Linked DNA regions of Mus musculus: region 2 is linked to region 1. A link is a contact called in public Hi-C data. All regions are on one chromosome and are shown on one strand. The core of a region is the stretch at or near the end of the contact, and the rest is flanking DNA. Distances in the headings are between cores, read along the strand shown. Region 1 holds the start of 1700025C18Rik (RIKEN cDNA 1700025C18 gene). Region 2 overlaps Cdh22 (cadherin 22).

Region 1 (3,275 bases), core at 446-2,945:
GCTTGCATGAATTACTTTGTGTGATCCTATGTGCATATAGGTGTGTGAATCTGTTTCTGCATGTGTTACATGAATGTGTATGCATCTGTGTTTATACATGTATGTTTGTGAACTCTATTGCTCTATTTGTATGTATACATGTGTGTTTGCCCATGCAAATAGCATCTCATTTAAATCTCCCAACAGCAGGAACTATTGCCATGTCCACTTTACAGAGAGGGAAACTGAGGCCCTCCACATGAATGTAGCTGAGTATCTTCAATAAGCAGGGGGATACCGTCCGGATCTGGATGTCCTTGATCTCTAGGATGCCAGTCACCCTGCTGTTCTGCCAATCAGGTTGTGGGGTTCTCTGGGATGCCCCACCCCCTACCATGTGCCCAGGAACTGCTTGGCTGCCTGTCCCCTCCTGGGCTCATACCACGGAAACCCCATGCAGCGCCTTCTACTCTAGAGGGATATATATTATCTAAATTTGATAAGACAACTTAATTTCACTCCGTGTCTGTTACCGGCGATAAAACCAGCAGACTTTTATGACCCAGCGTCCTCAGCAAGATTGTCAGGAACTTATTATACAAGGTCTAACTGGATTTCTCTCTGCAGATGGCGAGGAGCCGCGGGCTGGAACGCGCTGTGGCCGCATACTGGGGGGAGAGATGCAAAGTGCTTGCTCCGTAGGCTGAGATAAGGCCCCAGCTCCCTGGGATCCAGGATCAGAACTACCTTGCCAGGCCCTGCAGGGGGATGTGGGGAGGATTTGCCCTGTGAGGGGGGTCGGGAGGATGGGCTCCATGCTGCATTCTCTGAGCCCTGGGAAGGAATGTGGAAGTGTTGAGACTTGGGGTTCAGTTAAGCTGCTCCCCTGAGGTTAGCTAGGTAGCCAGAGTGGGAGGGGTGGGTGGGAGGGGCAGATGTGTTTAGGGGTGAGGTGCATGGGAGGGGGAGGAGAGATTAGGTGGAAGGGGACAGGCTGAGCAGGTCATTGGTCCCTTTGTTTGTTCCTGGCCCGTTGTGTCTCAGTTCCCACCAAGTAGACCCCACCCCTGGCTATGAGGTGCACATCTACACTGCTGTAACAGTGACATTTAGACCCACAGGCGCCTCACTATTTAAAGGTTCAGTTTTCAGCACCCCACATTCAAGGTACTCTGAGACCTCTCAGGCTTGAACTTGCTCACAGTTGGTGGTTGGCTTGGGGGGGGTCTAGGTCTCGGTATGAAATCTAGGCTTGCCTGGAACTTGCCATCCTCCTGCCTCAGCCTCCTGAATGCTGAGATTCGAAGCATGCACCAAGGGGCCTCATATGTTCAACAGTACCAAGTATAGATCTGAAGAATCCAGGATCTGGAGGCCATAGCAATGCTTGCTTCAAGTTCACAGTCCGCGGGCAGATGTTTGCCAGGGTTAGCTTTGGCATGAGCTTGGAACAACTCCAGATGCAGAATCTCCTCCAATTAGGCCGTAGCCCTTTGGCCTGAACACCTCCATTGTGGCTACCAGAAGGTCAGAGGGCTTACCCTAAGATATAGAGGTTCAGCATCAGGTGTGTGGTCACTCTCAGATTCAGGTACCCAAGAGCAAGCACGTGCTGCTCCAAGGCTATTCCCACCCAGCAGGGGGACATGGCTTTTACGCCCCTAACCTGGGAGTCAGGTTGACCAGCCCTTTCCTGCCAGTCCTTGTCCACCAATCCAGTGACTCTGGGCACCTTCCCTAGGCCAGGGAGGCTCTGTGATGCAGTCACATGCTGCTCAGCAACCATGTAATGCCTTGGGTGATTCCGGGCTATGTGAAAGCCAGAGAAAGCAGTGACATAAACCATGGCTTCAGGCAACTTCCTCATATCCTCCTGCTCACTCACTGTCTGAGACACCATTATACACCCCCACAGCTGTCCTGTCCTGTCTCCCTGTCTCCCATTCACCCTTCTGAGGAGGACTCTTTATTAAGGAAGTTTCATCCATCTTGTTCTCTCTCTCTCTCTCTCTCTCTCTCTCTCTCTCTCTCTCTCTCTCTCTGTTTTTCAACACAGGGGTTCTCTTTGAACTCAGACTGGCCTCGAATTCCCAGACATCTGCTTGCCTTTACCTATGCTGGGATTAAAGGCATGCGCTACCATGGCCCAGCCTCATCTTCTTTTACTTGAACCTCCACCCCAGCTGGGTCCCTCCTCACTGAGGTCTGAGGAAAGAGAGTGATACTGACTGTCCTCTGAGTGTCATGGCTGGTCCCAGGGAACCCTCTACATCCTCTCAAGGTAGCTTTTCGTCATGTCCATTTGCAGATAGGCAGAGGAGGCACAGAGAGGTGGGCTCGCTTGTCTAAAGACACATGACCCAGGAGAGAGAGAGAGAGAAAAAATCTCTGCTAGGATCTGCGAGGGAGTTAGGGTATTATCTGGTCCTATTCTCCAAGAGGCTACTGTCTGTGTAGAAGAGCAAGGTGGGCATTACTGTGGATTCTCCACGATGTCACAATGTATTACTTTCAGTAGGTCGGAAGGAGGAGGTGGGGGTGTAGCTTGGATGACACAGTGGTGAGATCAAGGGCCCAAGGCCAGCCACTGGGGGATGTGAACATAAGCTGTCCTTTGCCTGGAGACAGTGACGAATATGCTGGGTGCCAGCATTGGCTGAAGGGCAAACAGAGACAGGGTCCCTGGGTGAGTATGGTTAGGAGTGTGGAGCACCAGAGATCAATGCTAGGCTGGAGGAGCCAAGCTGGGGAGGCCTCTGAATACTAACAGTCTCTAATGACCTGGCTTGTCCCACAAGACACCGTGCAGGCTGGAGCCGGCCTGTCTCCTGGTCCCTGACTCTGCAGGTCCCCGGGTCAGACTTTGGAGCTGAACAAAGAGACTGAGAGCAGAGAGGGTGCCAGCAGCTGGGAGTGTCTGAATCAGACTCCGTTCTTTCTTAGCTGTGTGACCTCAGACAGAGCACTCAGTCTCTCTGAGCCTAGGGCACGTGTACACACAAGCAGAGATGTGTGTCACAGGACTGTGGGGTTCTAGCTAAGTTATGACCCTGGAAATAATGGGGTCTCACACTAGAAAGGGGTAACCATGTCTGAACCTCCCCCATCCAAAGGGGGGGGTGCTACCAAAAGCTTCCCGAGTCCCCAGTTGAGAGTGGGTAAGACATTTTTTTTATTTGTGTGTGTGCGTGTTTGTTTGTGGTACGTGTGTGTGTGTGTGTATGTATACGTGTGTGTGTGTGTGTGTGTGTGTGTGTGTGTGTGTGTGTGTGATGCATGTGTGTACATAGGTGCTA
Region 2 (3,275 bases), core at 336-2,835, 41 kb after region 1:
AAACCACATCTGATCAGAGCGCTCTTCTGCCTGAAGATTTGCGCTAGCTCCCTAACACCCCAGCTTCCGGATCCACAGAGGACACACATTCACAGAGGACATGCAAGACCCTTCCTGTGCGGGCTAGCAAATGTCTGCAGGCCCTCCTCAGCTCCCTGCTCCAGCCATGTGCATCTCTCTGTTCTCAGAGGGGTCTCTAAGCCTCCCAGCTTTGGCTCACAGGAAGAGAAAAATCCCAGATCTTAAAAAACCATTCCTAGAGGGATGGCTCAGAGTTTAAGAGTATTGATGCTCTACCAGAGGTCCTGAGTTCAATTCCCAGCAACCACATGGTGGCTCATAACCATTTGTAATGGGATCTGGTGCCTTCTTCTGGCCTGCAGGCATACATGTAGGAAGAATGCTGTATATATATAAATAAATAAATCTTAAAAACAAAAACAAACTTTCTCTCCCAGAGACACACCTTGGAATCCCCCTTTTCTGTCCCTCAGTGGTCAGCCAGTCCTTCCCAAAGCCCCTAGATTTCACTCTAGGCTCCCCTGCCCCGTCCTCTGTCCCCTCCTCTGCCCTGTCTCCTGCACTGTTCCCTGCTCTCCTGGGAATTCAGGTAAGCCACTGCCCAGCTTGTTTAGCAAGAAATTCCCATGAGGTATTAGACAAACAGTCCCTGACTGGGTGGACACAGGGAAGATTCCCTGGAGGAAGCCTTGGAGCCCTACCTACGATGACCTCTCCTCCTGACCTGCTCATTCCCGAGCCTTGTGCTCCCCCCACAGTGCTCCAAGGAGCACTGGACAGAGAGAATCAATTTGAAAGTCAATCATTTCTTCTTTGACTTCTCCTTCCTTGTGTGAAATGGAGTATGGGGAAACTGGGCCACCATCTCTGACATCCCCCTGCCTCAGATTCCTTCCATGGCTATTAATAACACCTGCTAAGTATCTGTCAGGCACCTTACCGGAACCGAACAAATGCGATTTCTGAACTCAGGGGGGATTTTCGTTTTATACGTGACACTGATCAATGCCTTTGAATAAACAGAGGCCACCACAGTCTCCTGTTTCTGTCCCTCCTGCCCTCCAATGGGGCAAGGAGTTACAGCCAACTTAAAGAAGGGAGGACAAGGCAGGAAGAGGAGTCAGGTGGCAGCTCACAGAGCCAGGACCACACAAAGGGAACCTTTCTCATTGTCCCATGCGTCTGAACGCATGTGTGAGATGTGACTTGGCCTAGGGTGACCCTCGTGGGCTGCTTCCAACGGACCTAGGCAACTCCTTGTCATGGCCACTCAGCTACCTTCCTTGCTGGCCAGCTGTGAGCTGATGACCCTGGCGGAGCCTGCTACATGCACCCTCACGTCTAACCCCTCTACCCCATCCTTGGCTCTCACGTTCCCCCTCCCCCTCAGGACTCTCCCTTTACAACTGCCCTTTCCACCGAAGGATCCAGACACAAATTGTACTTTAAATTCAATATTGGTCATTAATATTTCATGATTACAAAACGTTAAAGATAATGTCAGTGGAAGGCGCGCCTGCATGGGAAGGATGGATGACTCAGAGGTTCGGGAGAGAGGAGCCAGCATACTAAGTGGGCCCAAGCCTTTGAGGTAATCCAGCGTGACAGGCGGCTGCTCTGGCTGAGGGCGACATCCTCAGAGGGGCTCGTAGAGCGCTGCAGCGTGTATAAATATTTCCCCTCTGATCCTTGTCACCTCTTGTTTGTTCCGCCTGGAAGCAGGTGGGGCTGTGTGACCCCTTTGCTCATCTCTGGTTGTTTCTGAGGGAGCTGTGAGAACACCTTAGCAGGAGGACACAGGAGCTGAGGGTGGAGCCAATGGGTGTGTGTGTGTGTGTGTGTGTGTGTGTGTGTGTGTGTCTGCACCTGGGCTCAGACAGACTTCTGGTGTGAAGGACTGGGGTCACCCTGGGCTTGCATGGACTTGCTCTGTGGATTGGGGCCTCAGTTTCCTCATTTGTGAAGCAGATATGACCACTCTTCATTAGAGATGGCTTGAAGGTGGTGTGAGTAGGGGTGACACAGATTGTGTGTGTGTGTGTGTGTGTGTGTGTGTGTGTGTGTGAGAGAGAGAGAGAGAGAGAGAGAGAGAGTTTGTGTGAGTGTTCATGTTTGTGAGTTTGTGTGTGTTTATGAGTTTGTGCACATTTGTGAGTTTGTGTGTGTGTTTATGAGTTTGTGTGTTTGTGTGGGAGTGTGTGTGTGCATGTGCACGTGTATATTTGTGTGTGTGTGTGCATGTATGTTTTGTCAGGGATTGACGTCACTGTCTTCTCTATGACTCTCTGCTTATATGTTAAGGCCAGGTCTCCCACTTGAACTCAGATTTGCCAGTTTGGCTAGTCTAGCTGGTTACTCCTTCTGGAGGTTTCTTGTCTCTTCCTCATGAGCAACTGGGGTTACAGATGGCCTGCCACACCATTTTATGTAGGTGCTGGAGATATGAAATCTGGCCCTCACTTTTGCATGGCAAACACTCTTTCCACTGAGTCATCTCTCTAACCTTACTTTTTATTGTGTGTATATGTGTGTGTGTGTATGTGTGTGTGTGTGTGTGTGTGTGTGTGTGTGTGTGTGTGTGTGTGTGTAGTGGCACATACACGCCACAGTACACCAGTGCGGTTGATCAGGGGAAAATTTGCAGGAGTTGGTTCTCACCTTCTATCTCATGTGTCCCAGGGACTGAACTTGGGTTGTCATTCTTTAAGGCAAGCTCCTTCCCCTCTGAGCCATCCTCCTGGCCCTTTACTTTTGACACAGGGTCTCTCATTGAACCTAGGATTTGCCAATTCATCTAGGCTGGCTAGCCAGTAGCTCCATAGCACCAGAAATTTGCTGGTCTCCACCTCCTGACACTGGGACTATGCCATCATATGCGCCTTTTATGTAAAAACTTGGGACCTGAACTTAGAAAGCACTGAGCCATCTCCCCAGCCCCAGTCCAAGAAAATGTGACTAGGGCACAAGACAGGGAGAGCTGAGCTCTGGAGTCAGACAGGCCAGAGAGGGAAGGGACTTCGTCTGAATGTTTCCTTACCTACATATGAGGGACACTGTAGAACCAACTCCTTAGACATGGAGACCCAGGGACCTCATCACTGTAAAGGGACTGGCCTTCGGTGGGAGGAGAAGGAGCCAGCCGGGGAAACATTAAATGAAGATGGTCTAACCCTGGCTGATTTCTCTGCCCTGAGAAGAAGAAGCGCTCTGTGTCCTGTTGGTTAGGACATAGGTAAGGAGTGGGAGGGTGCTGT

What was found. Hi-C and Micro-C count contacts between places; a contact is called where the count stands out from the background.
Region 2: a contact with region 1 is called in a Hi-C map of the N1E-115 cell line, with 1.8 times the contacts expected there. The contact joins the enhancer-like site here to the promoter of 1700025C18Rik in region 1. A contact is called at or near these places in 2 of 39 promoter capture datasets (the 3T3-L1 cell line and maxillary cranial neural crest), 2 of 484 Hi-C or Micro-C datasets (the AML12 cell line and the N1E-115 cell line), 1 of 115 datasets of contacts at active chromatin or transcription factors (embryonic stem cells) and 2 of 9 other capture datasets (embryonic stem cells and liver).

What each region holds. Positions count from the first base shown.
Region 1 is chr2:165,089,055-165,092,329 of GRCm38.p6, forward strand. It overlaps 1700025C18Rik (RIKEN cDNA 1700025C18 gene), which reads right to left and starts at 1,696. Exons shown (of 3, transcript NR_033448.1): 1 at 1,646-1,696; 2 at 1,236-1,521.
Region 2 is chr2:165,129,991-165,133,265 of GRCm38.p6, forward strand. The region is part of intron 8 of Cdh22 (cadherin 22); the gene reads right to left. Among named protein-coding and RNA genes, the nearest start is that of Gm36690, 26 kb to the left of the region's middle. Within about 2 kb of position 1,586, at least 13 of the 459 cell types and tissues checked have an H3K27ac peak or open chromatin away from gene starts, as enhancers often do. A contact at or near this core is called in the N1E-115 cell line, where this site is marked.